Regions from separate parts of the Zea mays genome. Here region 2 is linked to region 1. The links are chromatin contacts, called in public Hi-C maps. All regions are on one chromosome and are shown on one strand. Each heading gives the region's core, a stretch centred on a gene start, on an enhancer-like site or on the middle of the called end of the contact. The rest is flanking DNA. Distances are from core to core; before and after follow the strand shown.

Evidence for each region. A called contact is a pair of places that touch in the nucleus more often than the background predicts.
Region 2: a Hi-C map of leaf shows a contact between it and region 1, with 6 times the contacts expected there. The contact joins the promoter of TAC1 here to the promoter of LOC103647997 in region 1. A contact is called at or near these places in 2 of 25 Hi-C or Micro-C datasets (both in leaf).

What each region holds. Positions count from the first base shown.
Region 1 is chr2:201,011,682-201,015,954 of Zm-B73-REFERENCE-NAM-5.0, forward strand. It overlaps LOC103647997 (NC domain-containing protein-related), which reads right to left and starts at 1,353. Exons shown (of 2, transcript XR_004856407.1): 1 at 899-1,353; 2 at 1.
Region 2 is chr2:201,149,484-201,153,924 of Zm-B73-REFERENCE-NAM-5.0, forward strand. TAC1 (Protein TILLER ANGLE CONTROL 1) reads left to right here and starts at 2,739. Exons shown (of 5, transcript NM_001177173.1): 1 at 2,739-3,169; 2 at 3,334-3,400; 3 at 3,499-4,127. The coding sequence starts at 3,158.

The DNA of each region.
Region 1 (4,273 bases), core at 103-2,602:
TCTGAAACGAAAGAGATGCAAAGTAAAAGTACTGTGGTAAATAAAAGAAAGTTACGTCAACTAGTAAAGGTGACTGAAACAACTTAATTAGCATAGGATGCTTTGGTGGTCGGAGTTTTACAGCAGCTAGGACTAAACTAGCCATTTATCAGGCACAGTAAAGTATGGGTCAACCTTATAGCCTGCGGTGTTTCTTTCCTGCAAGTTATCTCAGTTAACAATAAGGCTGCTCCACACTAAAAACAACAAATCACAGAAACAGACAGAAACGTTGGTAAACAGTAGGTGAGCAGCAACATGTACCGTTTGTTCTGGTTCTGCATGGAAAGCAGAATAGTAGGACACAGTGACAAAGCATGTGGCATCCTATCCATCTGGAAAGGTTTGTGTACAGAGAATGGTATCCTCACTGGAAGCCCCATCTCCATGCCTAACCAGGCGTGGTGAGATTAGATGGAGTTGAAACATGGCATCATGTGTGTGTGTGTCCCCCAACTTATTTGTCGGTTACAGAGTTGCAGTAATCCACTGCCACCAAACTGGTGCCATCAAAAATCTCAAAAAGAGTAAAATAGTGGAGGGCATACATAACCGCATAGGAATCGGCATGGTTTTTGCAGGGAAATTTCTGCAGACAGGAGGACGACGAAAACCTCGCAGATTTAGCTTAGCTAATTGAGGCGAACAATGAAGCGGCATTCGCGCACGATGAAGCCAAACTGAGGCAGGGCGGGCGAGCCAGAATTCCGGTGAACAACTCACTTTCACTTGTGCACATAGCGACTCGCTTCGGCGAACCGGAGCGGCCGATCGGGTGGCCGAAGGCGGCACTTGGCTACTAGAGCTCGTGAGGACAGGAAAGCTTGTCGCCGTCGGAGGAGGGGATTGAGGAGCGTACCGTGGTGGGAGTAGGCGTAAACGGCCCGCCAGGTGTAGATGTGGTCGCCGGGCCTGATCTCCGACCGCTCCACCCGGTTCGACAGCAGCCCCATCCCGCTGCCTCCTTCGCCCGCGCGTCGGCGGCCGCACTCGCACTCGCACCCCCGCCGCGCGCCTCTAAAGCTCTAGCACAAATACCCCGTCCATTGCAGCCCGCAAGGGGAGGCGGCGGATGGTGGACTAGTGGAGTCATGCAGAGTTGTTGTTGTGCGCAAGCAGGCTTCCGGGCTATATACAAAGCCGAGACGAGACGAGAGGGGCAGAGGAGTGGAGGTGGGAGCTGTATAAAAGCGGCGTCGGTGAGACAGGGCCGGCCGGGCCCTGATACGACGCCGACGGTGGTGTAGGTAGGACGCGCGCGGGGGTGCCTAGAGGGTACGGCCGTACAGCGGTACAGGACCGGACACCAACCTCTGTCGCGCACCGCACCGCACCTAACCGAGCCGGCGTGGCACGAGCTCCCGATGTTGATCGCGGCTCCACTCGCTTTTGTAGGCTAGATGCTTCATCAGCTCGATGCTTGTCGTTGTTTTAAAGCTTCATTCGTAGATGGTGATAGGTGATAGTAACATTTTCGAGGGAGGCTGTGTCGCGACGAGAGCAGTAACGGGTTGATGGCGTCTTTCGGACCTGACCTGATCCGCACACATACTGTAGCGGCAGTTTCAGTTGGACAAGGTAGCCACATCTCAGTGCGGCGCTGCAGCAAAGCGCCGCCGTTTTATTTTAGTTGTCGTCGCTAGTGCAAAATAAAACGAGTCATAATAGTTAGTTGAAGTAAAAAGTAAACTACTATTTTTGTTCCTTGCGATAGGTGTTTACCAGCTGGAGCAGAATCTATATAAGATTGGGTGAAATGCCAAGGTCTAAGCCGAGACGTGTGAAAGGGCAAAATCGTCAATTCATATGTTCCTTAATCTGCACGAAGTTGTTGGAAACGACTTGTAAAACGAAACGGAGGGAATAGCTGACAACGCACTGATCGCTTTCGAAAGTACGCATGATGTCATCTAGATGCCATCTACTTGACACAGCATTATGCTCCAATCCATCCTCAACCTGGCAATCAATTATGCGTGGAGTGTGAATTTGTAGAGAGAAAAAAGGCATCATGGGTACGTTTGGATATTGCCCAAAGTTACATGCATTGGCCGACCAAAGTTTGGCGTCCATTTTGGCTGCCCAAAGATTGGCAGCGAAAAAATAACTAAATAGTTGGGTATGTGGCTTTGGCAGGCCAATATTTGACATCCATCTAAATATACAAGTTGCCAATGGTCAACGACCTTTTTTTTGGTTTGGATGCCCATGGAAAGCAATCCAAACGTACCCCATATGCATGCAGGGTACGTATGCAAAGGGCGACAAATATGCATCTGGAAGGGGCCCTTGGATCCCTAGAGTTTTCTCTGAACTCTAGCTTCGAAACTTAAATACCCTTCAGAAATTGGAGGAGAAACAAACTCATTTCCATCTTAATCCTCTCCAATCTCCAAGAAAATTTAAATTTCCAAACTAGCCCCCTCGGATCTTGTTTGGATGTTCTAGTATTGATCCTTATTGAGATAGATTGGGGTGTAAATTAAACCAATTTACATCCCAATCCACCTCAATACATACGGATTGAAGTGAATACTATATTAACCAAACACAGCCTAATAGAGTAAGATCCCCTCAAGACTTGTTCGGTTAGAGATGGATTGAGGATGATTGTAGCTTCAAACCGAATAAGGCCCAAGGGGGTGGAGTCAGTTCCACTGGGTTACTACTTGCTAACCTTCTGAATTCAGATGGAACCGACTAGGAAAGGATCACAGTAAGCTAACATGTATGTTATGTCCGGTTGTGCTGATGTGGAGGCCATATCCAGGATCATATTGCCCGCGAGGAGAACTGAAGACTTTGTCACATGTCAACCCGATTGTTGGGGCGAAGGCGAAGACACCACCCTTCGCTTGATGCCTTCATCAGCCTCGCTGCACCAACGGAGACAAGACGACTGACAGACTTACCCTTCGTCCCACGTGTCGCCGGACGAAGGCATGTGACGAGGTCGTCCCATCTCGCGGCCTCGTCCAGCATGGAGGCCCACGTGTGGTGTTATTGGCCCAGTCCAGTCGACGACGAAGTCTGCTAGGACTTGTGACTTGATGGCTGTCCTGGGCCAATAACACAGCCGGACCCGTCCGCAGAGAAGGTGTGGACAATCCATTGCGACGGCGCATGGTGTCATGCGTGGGCAGGCGCCGCTGCAGTCATTACTTCTCGCGCTGGGCCGTGAGGCAGTGTACGTTTCTTTGTCTGGGAACGAAGTCTCTTTCTATGTTACGCGCAGCCTGCTGGTTGCCGTAGACTGTGATGGCGCCTTGCGGACCTGAGATCTTCATGCACAGATAAAAAGTCCGTGAATGGCACACTGCCTCACGGCCCAGCGTGAGGTCCCCGAATCTGCTAGCCCAACCGCCAAAGAACATGACAAAGCACAGCTGCAAAGCAACGACGGGACCAAGACTGTACCCCTCGACAAGGCGACACCCAAGCAAACTGTCACCATCAGCGAAGACCTCACTTCGCATGACGAGGAGAGACTCCTCTGCTGTCTGTCCAAGAATAAAGACGTCTTCGCCTGGTCCGCCCTCGACCTGGTCGGAGTCAGTCGCTCCATCATCGAGCACAGCTTGGGAATTGACCCTTCGGTAAGGCCGAAGGCCAAATTTATCGAGCCAATTGCCTACCCTACATGGCTCGCCAACGTAGTGATGGTACAGAAGAAGAGTGGCAAATGGCGAATGTGTATCGATTTCACCAGTCTTAACAAGGCCTGCCCCAAGGACAACTTCTCGCTGTCTCGGATCGACAAAATCGTCGATAGTGCGGCCGGGTGCGAAGTCATGTCACTCCTCGATTGTTTCTCCGGCTACCATCAAATATACATGAAGGAGGAGGACAAGGCGAGCACCAGCTTCATAACTTGCTTTGGAGTCTGACAGATGCACCAATAACATAGCAGAATACGAAGCTGTCATCCTCGGCCTTCGCAAGCTAAGGGCCCTTGGCGTCACCACCTGCATCATCAGAACGGACTCCAAGGTTTTCAGTCCGTAGTGCTCACAATATAGCACCTAATGGAACCCACCATGGAGGTTAGCACTGCCTCTAGCTCAAGACTAGAGGGTGACAGAAAACTCGGGGGCAAAATATGGAACAGGTAGGCACGTAGCCACCAAAAGTTAAGTTTTCTTTTTTTTCATGGAAGCTAAGCAAGGATGTTCCATTGACCAGAAGGAACAAACAAGTTCACAAGGACGATGGAAGCGACTTAGCCACACACAAA
Region 2 (4,441 bases), core at 1,489-3,988, 140 kb after region 1:
GGGACCATAATTAGGGGTACCCCCAAGACTCCTAAACTCGGCTGGTAATCACCATCAGCACAAGCTGCAGAAGCCTGATGGGCGCAATTCAGGTCAAGGCTCCATCCACTCAAGGGACACGATCTCGCCTCGCCCGAGCCCAGCCTCGGGCAGGAACAGTAGACCCAGGCGGATTCACGCCTCGCCCGAGGGCCTCCTCAAGCAACGGACGCACCTTCGACTCGCCCAAGGCCCAGCTCGGGCAGGCTTCGCAGTGAAGCAACCTTGGCCAGATCGCCTCGCCAACCGACCATATCGCAGGAGCATTCAATGCAAGGATCGTCTGACACCTTATCCTGACGCGCGCTCCTCAGTCGGTAGGGCCGAAGTGACCGCAGTCACTTCGCCCCTCCACTGACTGACCTGACAGGAAAACAGCGCCGCCTGCCCTGCTCCGACTGTTGTGCCACCCGCAAGGGTGAGGCTGACAACAGCCGAGTCTAGCCTCAGGCGCCATAGGAAGCTCCGCCTCGCCCGACCCCGGGGCTCGGCCCCCGCCTCGGCCTCGGAAGGTGGTCTCTGCCTCGCCCGACCCCAAGGCTCGGCCCCCGCCTCGGCCTCGGAAGGTGGTCTCCGCCTCGCCCGACCCCAAGGCTCGGCCTCAACCTCGACCTCGGAAGACGGTCTCCGCCTCACCCAACCCCAGGGCTCGGCCTCAACCTCGACCTCGGAAGACGGTCTCCGCCTCGCCCGACCCCAGGGCTCGGCCTCAACCTCGACCTCGGAGGAGTCACCGCCTCGCCCGACCTTGGGCTCGGACCGACCACGCCACAGGGGGGTACATCATTACCCTACCCCTACCTAGCTCAAGCTACGGGGAACAAAACCGGCGTCACATCTAGCTCGCCCCGGTAAACAAGTAATGATGGCACCCCGCGTGCTCCCATGACGACGGTGGTTCTCAGCCCCCCACGGAAGCAAGGAGACGTCAGCAAGGTCCCGACAGCCCCGACAGCTGTGCTTCTACAGGGCTCAAGCGCTCCTCCGACGGCCACGACATCACATGCACAGGGCACTAGCACCTCTCCGACAGCCACGTTGGCATGTAGATAGGGCTCTGGCTCATCTCTGCCGGACACGTTAGCATATTGCTACACCCCTCATTGTACACCTGTACCCTCTCCTTACATTTATAAAAGGAAGGTCCAGGGCCCTCGTATGAGGAGGTGGCCGCGCGGGAGGACGAGCCTACGGACAGGCTCTCTCCCTCTCTCCCTCGCGAACGCTTGTAACCCCCTACTGCAAGCGCATCCACCCTGGGCGCAGGACAACACGAAGTCGCGGTTTTCCCCTCTTTGTGTTCCGTCTCGCGCCGACCCATCTGGGCTGGGGCACGCAGCGACAATTTACTCGTCGGTCCAGTGACCCCCCGGGGTCGAAACGCCGACAACCAGCTTCCTGGTTCCTGCGCAGACAAGCTGCAAATTGCAAACACTAGCTTTCTGGTGTTGCAATTGGCTTCCTGTTGGCCAGCTGTTGATCCTGTTGAGCGCGAGAGCACAGACGAGTAGTAAGTTCAGTTAGTGCATATAATTACATACGAGTAAAAATGGCTAATCAGGGACAAAATACATGAAATTAGATTAGAAAAGCAAGACAATACTTTAAATGGTAGTATAATCAAGTAGAAGATGTTTGCAGTCCTTTTTTGCGACGTAAATCTTTCGGATGGCAATATTGCGAAGCGCTATATTTAGAGTCCCAAATATACAATTATCTCTTCCGTCTACCTCTCGAGTCTCGACCACCATCGCCGCTCTTCTTCCCCCACGCTCGACAACCCCTTCACCAAGGCTGGTGTCCCATTGTCAATTGTCGAAGCGCTCGCTGTCAACTGCAGCGAGTTTTACCCGGCCCTGTTGCTCGCCGCCAACTTCGCCGCCCGCTGCTGCTTGCGCGCCGACGCCAAGACCTTAAACCTCTCTGGCATGGCTGCGCCACATGCGTCGTTGGCGTGAACGCCGCGAGGAGACTCATGCTCACACACGCCACTATCTCGTATGTCGTTGTTGTCAGCACCGAGTTCTTCATCGTCGGGTGGTACACCAGCAAGGACGAAGGCAAAGCTGCTCCTCAACTACTACTACCTCTGTCCCACAAAGAATGTCGTTTGACTTTTTGAGATAAAGTTTAACTGGCTCGTTTTATTCAATAAAATCATAATTATTGTTTATTTTCATTATGATTTAGTTTATCATACCATTTACTTTAACTATAAACTAAAATTTCTATATTTTCACAAATATTTTGAATAAGATAAACTGGTCAAATTGGGTCTAAAAAAGTTAAACGACAACATTTCTGGAACGGAGAGAGTACTTCCGTGGCCAGGTGCTGCTCGTGGGGAAGAGATGAGAGAGAGGAAGAGATGGAGAAAGGGTAAATACGAGGTTGACCGGTGGGATGTATATTTTATTGGGCTATGTTGTATTTTATTTTTAGAGCCGGTAGCCAAACACTCATTTTGGTTAACTATAACTTCACTCAGAGCTTACTCCACTCATAGTCTTTAGTCTCTTAGAGTGGACCAGCTTCGACCAGAGTTAGAAACATTCCAAATAGGCTCAATATGAATCGCCCTACCGTGCAGTATCAAACCACTACGGATCGTACCGTTTGTCGGCCTATTTAGCTCGGCCCAGATGGACCCCATCCCATCACCTCCCGCCTGACCTCCCTCGAGCTCCTGCCGCGCCTCCCGCGGGGCCCTCGCCTGCCAGTCCCCGCTCCTCCTCGTCGCCCTTTTGCCCTCCTTCACCGAGGCGTTATTCCACGTCTCGCTCCGCTGCCTCCACCGCTTCCGCTTCCCCTGGCGCCCCCCTCCCGCCGCACCCTCCACTACTACCCCCGAGGATCCTGAGCAGCTCTCCACCTCCCCCAAGGTCCCCGCGCCGTTCACTCGCGTCATCATCCCTGATTCAATTATGGGGCGAGTGAGGCCTCAGTGAAAGAATTTACTTGGCTTGAGTCAGGCCAAGCCAGTGCAACCAAAACTCCATCTTTTGTCTCCTGGACCATTCAATTATGGGGCTAGTTCTTCATATAAAGCCATGCCATGCCTTTGAGGCTAATGCTACTGTCTGCCTCTCTCCTGTGATTTCAGATTGGTCCTAGAGACATGGGCCTAAAGGTGATTCAGTTTTGCTTACGATGCACTCCCTGTCAGTATTTGATCTGTGCTATCTTTGCAGTTTCTCTTTATCCTGTTGACCATGATATTGAAGCTGCTATTCTTGTATTGAGTGCCTATATTGTTAATGATCTACATGTTCTCATGAATCATGACACTGCCAGGTGTTTCATTGGTTGAATCGGAGGATGCATTCTAATACTGAGTACTGCAGCATCCATGGTAGCAAAGGTAAGCATGTTCCTAGGATGCCTCTCTTTTATGCGATCTAATATACTTTTCTTTGTTCTTATTTTGTCGACTTCTTTTTCTTTGGAATAATGCAACAGCCATGGAGGACAAGGACTCTGTGCCTCATAGTGTGGTTGAGAAAGATACTGAAGCCCTTCTGCTCCATGATGTGCTTCTTAATGGTATACTTGCAATTGGCACACTTGGCCATCACGTGGACTCACTTTGCCCTGTGGCTTGCATTGAAGAAGATGATCTCTTTATCATGGATGATGAGAAAGCAATTGTGGAAGAGAGAGATGATGAGGAACCCAGGAATGATCAGGTGAAAGAAGATGTTGCATTGGAAACAGAGCCATGTGAACCAGTATGGCCTATTGTTGAGCCTGCTAAGATGCATTCATTGTCAATGAAAGAAGACAACTTTACATGCTTTGTAGCAGAAGAAATCCTGATACGTGAGGTGGAAGATGGGGGAGGTGCTAATATCCAGGAACGACCACTTCTGATGTTAGAAAAGGTGGAGAAAGTAAGAACTACACTTGCTGATTTATTTGCAGCAGAAGTATTCTCATCAAGTTCTCCAAGGGAGTATAGTTGCCAGGATATCATTGACGTTGCTGTGGCATCCACTTCAAAGCATGCATCATGCATGGAAAAGATGCATCAAAAGAAACCAAGGAAGCCAACACCAAAACCACTGAAAGCGACAAGAAAATTAAGTCGGGTATGGCTTGCTTTCTTCACCCAACACTTTATGTCGGTTCTCGGTTGCAAATATCATATTTCAAATATTGACAAGAATCTTTCTACTCTGATTGATTGCTATCTTAATTTACACCCTGTAGCAATTTAAGTACCCCAGGCTCATCTGATATAAGAACCCTCATATGATTACACCCTAAAGGCATACTCGTCCAGAAAGAACAGAAGCTCATGAGAAGAATGTGTTATAGGCTAATAAGTTGTGTCATATGTCCTAAACTGGCAGAATTGCATATCTCCTCATAATTATGCATCTCTTGCTATCCTAGAAGTGGT